Linked DNA regions of Mus musculus: all the other regions are linked to region 1. The links are chromatin contacts, called in public HiChIP or PLAC-seq and promoter capture Hi-C maps. All regions are on one chromosome and are shown on one strand. Each heading gives the region's core, a stretch centred on a gene start, on an enhancer-like site or on the middle of the called end of the contact. The rest is flanking DNA. Distances are from core to core; before and after follow the strand shown. Region 1 holds the start of Phtf1 (putative homeodomain transcription factor 1). Region 2 has its middle 5.7 kb from the start of Gm34548. Region 3 holds the start of Mov10 (Mov10 RISC complex RNA helicase).

Region 1 (3,114 bases), core at 478-2,977:
GGACATTTGCTGCTGAGGCCACATATCGACTGTCCTCTATCATTACCCATGCGCTGCCGGCTTCCTTGTAAGACTCGGAGGGTAAAAGAATGCATACTTGGTGGATAAATGCAAGTGTGATCCTCTCTTCTCTTTAAAGCAGTAACAAAGCTAGAATCAAAGAAATCAATTTACCTTAATCTGAGTCTGTTCGATTGACTTTTCCCATATCTGCTGATCATATGCTCCAATCTGAAACAAGGAGCAGGCTATTTAAATGATGCAAAGGCAATCTTTGTATCTAAGTCAAACCTCACAAGGCCATGAATCTATTAAATATGGTATCTGGAAAGTGGGTTTCTTACATATTAAGTTCATATTCCCCAGGGATGTTTTAAAAAAAAAGAAAGAAAAAAAAAAAAAGGCTGAATCTAAAAAGTGAAAAAAGCAACCCTCCAAATATTTTACACTAAAGATCACCTAAAATTCCACTCCCTGAAGAAAGCATCAATGGGAATCAGAGAGGAAGAAAAGGTAAGGAGCAGCTCAATCAGACGATAGTAACAATCTGAGCCATGCAGATAAGGATTTCATTCTTGTCTTTATAAAAAAAAAAAAAAATTAAAAGACTGATAATTTGCAAAAGCAAAGCATTGTAGTAGTTCGTGTATGCTGCCTTGAGAAAGGTGACTTACAGCTCACTTCCTAGAACCTAAAACTGTGTTTATAATGACTTTGCACATCATTTTTTATAATTATGTTGAGATGTTATATAAGAACATGTGATATTACCAAACTTAAGGAAAGTTAACAATATTCTTTAAGGGAGTTTTTTGCAGGGAGTATGGTTTACAAACAAAAACTACTGTTGTTACCTTCTTCTGATACCATGATATAGCATCTCTCTCATTTGAGGCCATCTGTGTCTCCAGCCAGAGAAATGGGATCTCACTGAAAACGAAGGAAATATCTCGGTAAGTCCAGTTGTTTCAGGTCATTGTCCCGTTTGGGGGTATGGCTTAAAATCTGCTTCTCTCAGTCTCTCCATTAGCTAGCTGCTCTTACTCAGGGTGTTCGCCAGAAAGAGGTGGGGGGAGGGGGAAATAGGCGAAACAGCATCCGAGAAGCCTCTGCACCACCCAGCACAAGAATGGATGCGGGGACAGCAAGTACCCGAGCTGGCCTCCCGCGCCCTCTGCCTCCCCGCGGCCGGCTCACCTGGTGCCCGCTGCCAGGCAGGCTGCCGGCCGGGCCCCCGCTGCTCAGTGACCCCCGCCGGACCGAGAGGCCGGGGGCGAGGCGGCGGGCCCGGCAGGCCGCATCTTCCCCCAGAGGCCCGGCCGTCCGCCTGGCCGTTACCATGGAGACCGCGGCGGCCAGCCCTGCCCCGGAGGCAGCCCAGCGTCCTGCGCCGGGAGGAGCGCAGCCTGCAGCCACAGACGCCCGACCTAGGCGGCCACAGAACAGGCCATGGGAGAAGCCAGGAGCCAACTGGGGAATGAGCAGAAGGAAGCGGGAAGGGTGCCTTCGCCAGCCACCTCGGCACCCGCAAGGGCTGGGTGCCCGGCTGGAAGCCAGCAGACGGCCCCGGGCCGGAGCAACGGCGCGCGTCCTCCGTGAGGGACGGGCCGCAGCTCCACAAGCTCTCGATGCGATCGGCCGCTTCCGCCTTCCGGCTCCGCCCCCGGCCGCCTTCCCGCCGCTCTGGCTGCCCGGAGGAAGAAGCCGACAGCCGCCTCGCGTGTAACCCTCGACGCTTAACGGAAAGTCACCTCAGAAACGACCCTCCCAGTACCCGTCGGTCCCCGGGAGGCTGGTCCCGATGTTCCAGAGGTTCCTGTGCGGGTCTGTAGCATTTAGCGTGGTGTTTACTTCATGTCCTTGTCTCCTTTGGGGGGACGAGACTAGTGCAGGGCACGAGCCTTCGCTCGAGTTCTCCGTTCTTGTTGGATGGACAAATGTTGGTGAATTTGCGCGGCCTGGAACGCGGACAGGCTGCCTGTGGCCCAGTGGTTCCTCCTTCGGCTCTCGGCAGCTCTGGGACAAAGGCTTTCTGCTGCCCACACAACACTAAGGGGATGCACAGGGCTCGGACTGCACTGGGACTTCCCCCAAATCGGAGAAAATGGCTGTTTATAGTGATTTAAAGAGAGGTCCAGAGAAAGGGCAACTGCACTCTAATGTAAATATAAATATGTATACCCACAGGGTTTCTAAGCTGTTCTTGTCTCTACACATTTGTGTGCACCTTAGTGGTTTGTTTCCAGGGGCCACTGTCTTGAACTTATTAAAAGCTAAGTCCTTTCTTGCCCTAGGCACTAAGCATTTAGTTGATGTAAGGCTAAAAATGGGTAATAGTTACCACTTAGGCAGTCTCCAGCCATTAAAACAGCATCAAATGAAAGTTATCCATACTGTGAAACGACTAAAATGTTAACACCCATAGGAATTATTTTTAAAAATTGCCTCACCCATTGGCAGTGATCCCCACTGTATACCCCTTAACTGTTCAGGGTTAAATAAAAAGCTGTTGAGCCTTAACAGCCCCTTCAGTGCTGCTGGACAGTGGAGCTCAAGGCAACAACCAACTCATTTTGGTAAATGACCTCAAAAAATTACTGTTAAGACCTAAATTTAACACTAATAACAAAAGCATTTGGCTTCATTGCCAAACACACGAGAGGTTTTCTGGGCTGTGGCTGTACTTTGAGGAATAGAATTGGTGGTACAGCTGCAAATTATTTTTCAGGAACCCTGGTAAAAATTTTCAGTGTTTTATTAGGATGCTGCTGTGTAAGGCCAAGCTTTGAACCCCCCAAAAAACATTCAGGCCCCAGCTCCCAGTAATGAACTGTCATTTTAGGAAATTGACTTAACAAGTCTGTTTTCTCACCAGTGTTGTGGAGATAATTAACCCCCTCCTATCTATGAGAACTGATGAAATACTGAGACCCTTCTAAGACCTAAATGCTGTCAGGACAGGCACTTCAACTACAGAGTTCACACAAAACTTAATGAGGAAAGGGATTCTCTTGTCTCCCATACTCCATCCACATCTGAAAAGTAAGCATCTTCATTATTATGCCATGCATCGTCACAAGCCTACGGCTGCTCTAAATGCAGGTAACCAATTTT
Region 2 (3,524 bases), core at 98-2,597, 710 kb before region 1:
GGTGCTGTGGGGGGGGGGGTGTTCAATGCCAACAGCAGAAGAGTGACTAAGACTCTGATATGAGTTCAGTTCCCAGCATCAAATAATCAATCAGCCAATCAAAAGGTGGCACTCTTTAAATCCCAGAACTCTGGAGGTAAAGGTAGGTAGATCTCTGTTAGTTCCAAGCTGGCCAGGGCTGCTGCATCGTGAGACCATCTCAAAAACAAAAACAAAAACAAAAAAACAACAAAAACTCACATAGAAGCCGGGCGTGGTGGCGCATGCCTTTAATCCCAGCACTCGGGAGGCAGAGGCAGGCGGATTTCTGAGTTCAAGGCCAGCCTGGTATACAAAGTGAGTTCCAGGACAGCCAGGGCTATACAGAGAAACCCTTTCTCAAAAAACAAAAAGACAAAACAAACAAACCAACAAACAAAAAACAAAAAAACCTCACAAAGATAGGTTAACTGGGCTTGTACAGGTTAGCCCAAAGGGGATTTCCTATTCATAACAGCTAAACTGGCTTACTTGGAATTACAGCTATTTCTCTTTTTGCCATCATCATCATCGTCACTATCATCAGTGAAGGTTGGTAAACAACCTGGTTTTGGCTCCACTAAGCATGATTGACTTATCTTTGCCTTAGCTATGTGCCCAGTACCAATAGCCTCCCATAAATCTTAACGCTTGAAAGTCAGCTCGCATTCCCTCCGGTGGATAAATTGTCAAAGCCCAGTTGATGATGGGTGACTCTGGTTTTCTTGCGAACTTACTCTGGTTTTGTAATTTTGTTTTTGTTTTCCTTTCTTTCACTTCCTAGACGAAGCCCTTTCAGAGTGGGCAGGGAGACAGACACATGAGGAAATTCACTTCAGCAGGGCATCTGCTAAGCGTGGCAGGATTCCTGCTCCAGACTCTCAAAGCCTCCTATTAATGGAAAGAGCAGGTTAACCTGGTCTGACCGACAGGAAGCCACCGTACAGGAATAGGTGGAGTTCTGACATCCGGTGGGGACAGCTGGGGGGAGCGGATGGGGGAGGGGACACCTAGGTGTGCCAGGGGAGCCGAGGTAAAGCTAAGGTCCAGGGGGCCAGCGTGCTGGGTGGCTATGGGCCACACGAGGGCGCCGCACACTGCCACGTAAGGGCCTGAACTGTCTCTACGGAGCTATGTCGGAGAAAAGGCTTTGATGGGAAAGAGGGTGGGCGGAGACCATCCTGGGTGTCCAGCGACGGGCCCCTCTCTTGTTCCTTGAAGGTCGGCGTGAGGTCTCCCTGGACTTGGAACAGCCGCTGTTCAGGTCCTGAGGAATTAACGCCTCTGTAGATCAGGTCCAGCTGTGTGTAGGAGGGAGGATGTTTGCGGTCACTGGGGTGTGTTGTGTTAGGAATGACCGCAGTACTGGGGTGTGAGGGTGGGTGCGTGGATTTCTCCAGAGGTGTAGGTGGGAGGGAGTAGACAGTTTCTACTCCCAGGGGGCTGGCGCTAGTGTCTTCTAGGAGCAGCACTTAAGGCAAGATGTAGACCCCATTAGAATCAGACGATCTTCCCATCAGAGGAAGTCCCCCATTTGGAAACAGTCAGGATGAATGGTTGCTTTAGCTTGGCCAAGCTGCTGGGGTAAACGCCTCAAGCAGAAGCTGCATCAAAGCCTGGAGCCTGTCCAGCCATGCAGCTCAAGCACCCGGTGTCACCGAGATTTGTCCAGGGGGCACAGTGGAGATCTTGTGACCCAGGAAATAGCACTGGTCTTAGTTTAGATCAGGACATTTCCCCCTGAAAGCTGCGTGGGACAGTGGCTTGGAGCCCAGATTGGGGGGGGGGGGGAGGGATGGGAGGGGCAGCTGGAGGCTTCTGCCCACTCTCACCTTTGTCACCCAATAGCTACTTCACATGAGTCAGCTCTGCAGGCTGTACCCTGGCCTGAAGGCTCAGCCTGGGATTTGAAGGCATTAGAGTTGGTAGAAATTAACCCCCAGGATGTGAGCTTCGGGCTCGTAGGCTGAGGCTCTAGCAAGGGAAGAGGACATCCTGAGGACTGGGTGTAAGCAAGCAGAAACACGGGGAGCCTAGGCAATGCCCAGGAGGACTGCAATGGGCCAGGGAACACCAGGAAGGGTCAGTGTGAACCCAGGACTCTTGAGAACTCCAGTCGCTTCCTCTCTGCGGATCCAGACACCTCTACCATCCAGCCCCGCCCAGGCAGCTGCAATTCCTCAGCCAAATGACCCGAGACAAGAGTAAGAGGAAAACAGCTTTCTGAGCCTGCCTCTAGGGGAAAGAAGGACTATAAGAAGCAGGGATCCAGGACACAAGGTCACCGGGAAGCAGTCATGAATGTCAGGCGTGAAGGGGTGGAGATTTCAGGTCAGGGAGCTAAGGGTACACAGCTCAGTGACAGCATTTGCTTAAGAGGCCCTGGCGACAGGGTTCAGGCCTCACTACTGGAAAAAAGATTTTTCTTAGCTTATGCACAAATGGTCACGTGACATTGATAAGCAAGAGTGACTTAACCCAACACAACTCCAGTTTCACCAGCTGCAAAACTACCCTGAGGTGTTTGCAAATTTAGGAGTAAGGTAGGTAAAGGCATGCCCGTCAGGGCATGGTGATGATGGCTCACACCAGTAATCCCAGCACTTGAGAGGGTAAGGTAGAACCAATGTGGGTTTGAGACCAGCCTAACTACAGAGTTAGTTCCAGGTTTGCCTGGGCTAAGGGGAGACTGTAAACAAATAAAAAACAAAACAAAACAAAACAAAAATTTTATTGTCTTTCAACCCTAGGGGTGTCTGAGCCTTTCTCCTTCCTAACAAGTTGGCCTGGGCTCCAGACAGCAGACCTATAATTTGCCTGCACAAGTGTGATAAGAGGTCAATATTAATCTGGGTGTGGTGGTGCACACCCCAAGTCCCTGCCACTCAGGAGGTAGAAACAAGAGCCCAGAGGTTTGAAGGCCATCCAGGCAACATACTGAGACTCTGAAGAAGAGAGCGGACAGAAAAGAAAACTTTGAGAATAAGTGTAAGCCAGGTGTGGTGTCACATGCCTATACTCTCAACACTCCCAAGACTGAGGCAGGAGGGAATGTCTAATCTAAGAGAAGCCTGGGCTACACAGTTGGATCAAATAAACAAAACCCTCTCAAAAGACAAACAAATACCAGCGGAAGGATTCAGCAGGCAAACTCACTTGGTGCCAAGCCAACCCAGATGTGTAAGGTAGAAGAAAACTAACATAGAGTGTTCTCTGACCTCCACAAGAGCACACACACACTTACACAAACACACACTTAAGTAAATGTAATCAATTTTAAAAGAAATAAAACACTGGCCTAGTGGGAGGCTAGGAAGTTGGAGACTAGAGGAAGTACAAAGGCTGCCTGGATGGCAGAGTTCAGTTCAACCTGAGTAACTTAGCAACACATTATCTACATAAAAACCAAAGGATTAGGCTGGAGAGATGGCTCAGTGGGTAAGACTGCTCTTCCAGAGGTCCTGAATTCAATTCCCAGCAATCACATGGTGGCTCACAACCATCTG
Region 3 (3,314 bases), core at 412-2,911, 850 kb before region 1:
GTAACCAAAGCCACTCACCATTCAAAACTTACTCAAGTTTTTACATGGACTACTGTCTGTGTTTTGAGAATGTTCAGATAATCCAGAGAAAGGGCTGAGGTCCTCAGGTGACCAGATTTGCTGGTCTGAATTGTTAATGTGTGATAGTGTGAAGGGCACAATAAAAAAAAAAAGCCTTTTTAGTTCTTCAGTTAGTCATGTGTCTGGTTATTTTGAGTAAATTATGTCATTGGATTCTGGTTATCAAGTGTAGCCTTGGGTGCATTGGGATTCCTAACTAAGCTATTTCTGTATGTCTAAAAGGCACTTTTATTGTGCTCATCATAGGTGTATTTGTAGGATTTTGAAATGATAAAGAATAGCAATTTTGTTTTTGAGACTGTCCTGCTGTGTAACCCAAAGTGGCTCAGACTCTTAGTAGACCTTCCTCAGACTCTCAAGAAGTGGGATTACAGGCTTGGACCACTGTGCCCCAAAACAACAGTACTTTTTAGAAGTCTATTATCTTCTCTGAGCCTGCATCATATAAAGTGGATGGGAAGGTCTGGAGGTGTTAAGCATCTGGCTACTCCTAGTTTTTCCCTCGAGTTTACATCAATTTCTAGGACGTAAGATTTCCCTGTTCCTGTAGTCTCCATTCCTGACTGCATAGCATACTCTTGGCTTAGGAGTAGTTAACCAAGGGGGAACTTGACCCTGTTCAGGGCATTCCCTACCCTGGGTTAGACTGTTGCTGCCTATAAGGAACCTTGGAGAACAGTAACTTTGATACATGTGGAATTCTGGTAGATTAAGCCTTTCTCACTTTCTCATTGTAGTGTGTATGGGGTTTGTTTGTTTTGGGTTTTGTTTTTGTTTTTTAGTTTCATTCCAGGGGATAAATAGGTGCAGAAGGCTTGTTTTACATTTGTTGTTATAGTAGCCCCACCCCTTAGTTTGCCTAAGCATATTGGTCTACTTCTTTTCCTGGTACTAATGTTGTCAGTGTTAACCATTTATTGCCTAGCACGCCTGGCTCTCTAGGTGCTAATGTTTTTTTGACTGGCTGGGCAATCATGATTTACTGCCAATAAGTAGTGAAGAGTAACACAAACCGAGTGCCCAAATGCATAGCTCAAGAGCAAGAATCTCCAACCTTGAAGTATTATGAAGCCTGTGTGACCCAGAAAAGCAAGGACTGGGTCTTGGCAGAAGCTCTTGTCCCTCTCTCCCACACGCACACCCCTTTATCTATAGAGACACTTGCTCTCCCTCCATCCATTCCCCACACACACACACACACACACACAACTTTGACTTCTGCCTTCCTCTGTATCAGAAAGCCAGAGGAGGGAGGGAATGGGGGAGGGGGCGTGCCGCTCGCTTCCGTACTGGTTTATGTCCCTGGCAGTCTGGGGGAGGTGCTGGACGAGCGGCCCCAGTCCAGCTGCAGCCGACCCATGTCCGGGGCTCTGCCCTTTGCTCTGCAGCTTTTCTATGTCCCGAGGCTCTGGAGAGTGGGCGTGGGAGTAGCCCTAGCTGAGGCTCCAAGGTCCTCCGGGCTGTTTAGGGGGCCCCAGGCGATATCCACGTTCGGATCCTGGCTCGCTGCCAGGGGAGGGAGCTCGGGGTAAGGGGAGGGCCCTGAGGGAGGGGTCAGACTCCTTAGGAAAGAGTTAATGTGAAGGGGGGGAGGGGATAGGACGAAGAGACCGAAAGGAAGGCTCAGGTAGGAGAAGGACGGAGGAGGGGAGGCAGTCGGGGAGAAGGTGGCTGGCCGGAGCAGACGTCAGAGGTAGGGGGCTTTTCCCCTTTGCACCCTCACCCCAGACCAGCCAACTCTAAACCGCGGCGGCGACTTTCAGTTTCATTTCCGCGGACCCTCCTGCCTGGGCCGCAGCCGCCGCCGCCGCGATGCCTAGCAAGTTCAGCTGCCGAAAGCTCCGGGAGACCGGCCAGAGGTTCGAGAGTTTTCTGGCCGAACGTGGACTGGACCTGGAGACAGATCGTGAGCGGCTGCGGACGATTTACAACCACGACTTCAAGCCCAGGTACGGGCCGGCCCACCACGGGCCCCAAGACGCGGGGCCAGCGCCCCGGGTGGTGGGGCCACCTTCCCGCCGCGGGTGCACAGGGATGCAGCCCGGGGCCGATCAGGCCGGTCCGGTCCTGGCAGACCTACTCCGTCGTCTGCCCACGCCCAGCCAGCGCCACCCGTAGCCCGCCCGCTCTGCACAGCCCAGCCCGGCGGGGAGGGGTCGGTGCCCACGCGCGGCTCGCGGTGGTCGGGGCTCGATGGTGGGGGAGGGGAGTCCCACAGGGAAGGCGCTGCAGGCGCGGGCCAAGCGGGGATCCCCGCCCCCTTGTTAAGGGAGGACTGCCTGCAGGGTCCACGCTGCGGGAGAGCTGAAGAGGCCCAGGGTAGGCGGGAGAATCTCGGGGAGCTTTAGGGAGAAAAGAACACAAACTGCGTAGGCAATCAAACCTCCCTTAGCACCTGTGGCTTCTCCATGGAGACTCGGGGCCAGGGACAGCCTCCTAGAGGCCCCTTTTCCCTATGGCTGAAGATATTTGGTTTCCTTTTCCTGTTACCACCCAAGTAAAAAAATCAAAGAGACTTCTGTCAAACCATAGACGAACACCTCTAGCAACAGGCTGCTGCTATGGATGGAAGCCGGAGAAGCAATTTAGCTGGGATGAGTGTAAAGAGGTGCACTAGTAAGCAGGGGAATGGGATTGGGCCTTAACAGATTTTGAGAGATTTGCCTTGCAACTGACCAAAATGCTAGTATGGGTGAGATATGGCTGCTGTTACGTGATTTGGGGCGAGTTTTAGACGGAATTAATAATGATAGTGTAGCTTGAGGCTAGGGGAGAAGGTAGGAGTCCGCGTTAACCAGAATATTACTGTTATTCATGAACATGTCTTAAAAGGAACATTAAAAGGGTTGAGTGGCTTCTTGAAATAGAGGCAAAGACCTGTATTATGCTCTACCCTGTGCTGGGTACTGTGGGAACACACAGATGAAAACTATGCAGTACGCAAGGTATGATATGCATACAGCATAGTCTATAGTATGCCATACAACAGGCTGAAATGACGCCTGGGATGGTAAGGAAAATGCTGAAGGAAGGTAAAGAGCACTTAGCACAGGATGGATAGTCAACAAGTCTCCACCCATGTGTTCACCTATGTCCACAAAGTGCAGTGTGGCTCTGATCACAAGTCCAGTACTTTGGAAGTAGGGAAAAAAGAGTGCCTAACTCCAAATACAACGGATTGCTAGGGACTTAAAGCAGATGTCTGGGTGTTGTTTACTGAATGGAAACATCAT

The links. Promoter capture Hi-C pulls out the DNA fragments that hold promoters and counts their contacts. HiChIP or PLAC-seq counts read pairs in DNA pulled down with a chosen protein or histone mark.
Region 2: a FOXA1 HiChIP or PLAC-seq map of pancreatic cancer cells shows a contact between it and region 1. The contact joins the enhancer-like site here to the promoter of Phtf1 in region 1. A contact is called at or near these places in 14 of 39 promoter capture datasets (the 3T3-L1 cell line, 3T3-L1-derived adipocytes, the C10 cell line and 7 more), 1 of 15 datasets of contacts at CTCF or cohesin (large pre-B cells), 6 of 115 datasets of contacts at active chromatin or transcription factors (the 230-238 cell line, the NIH/3T3 cell line, embryonic basal ganglia and 3 more) and 1 of 9 other capture datasets (adipose tissue).
Region 3: a contact with region 1 is called in a promoter capture Hi-C map of liver, with 2.5 times the contacts expected there. The contact joins the promoter of Mov10 here to the promoter of Phtf1 in region 1. A contact is called at or near these places in 6 of 39 promoter capture datasets (hematopoietic stem and progenitor cells, hippocampal neurons, liver and 2 more) and 2 of 115 datasets of contacts at active chromatin or transcription factors (astrocytes and memory CD8 T cells).

The regions. Positions count from the first base shown.
Region 1 is chr3:103,966,871-103,969,984 of GRCm38.p6, reverse strand. Phtf1 (putative homeodomain transcription factor 1) reads right to left here and starts at 1,727. Exons shown (of 19, transcript NM_013629.2): 1 at 1,198-1,727; 2 at 855-930; 3 at 175-231. The coding sequence starts at 899. It overlaps Phtf1os (putative homeodomain transcription factor 1, opposite strand), which reads left to right and starts at 1,669. Exons shown (of 1, transcript NR_030676.1): 1 at 1,669-3,114.
Region 2 is chr3:104,673,169-104,676,692 of GRCm38.p6, reverse strand. No RefSeq gene overlaps it. Among named protein-coding and RNA genes, the nearest start is that of Gm34548, 5.7 kb to the left of the region's middle. Within about 2 kb of position 1,347, at least 184 of the 459 cell types and tissues checked have an H3K27ac peak or open chromatin away from gene starts, as enhancers often do. A contact at or near this core is called in 3T3-L1-derived adipocytes, adipose tissue, hippocampal neurons and 2 more, where this site is marked.
Region 3 is chr3:104,816,652-104,819,965 of GRCm38.p6, reverse strand. It overlaps Mov10 (Mov10 RISC complex RNA helicase), which reads left to right and starts at 1,661. Exons shown (of 20, transcript NM_008619.2): 1 at 1,661-2,030. The coding sequence starts at 1,894.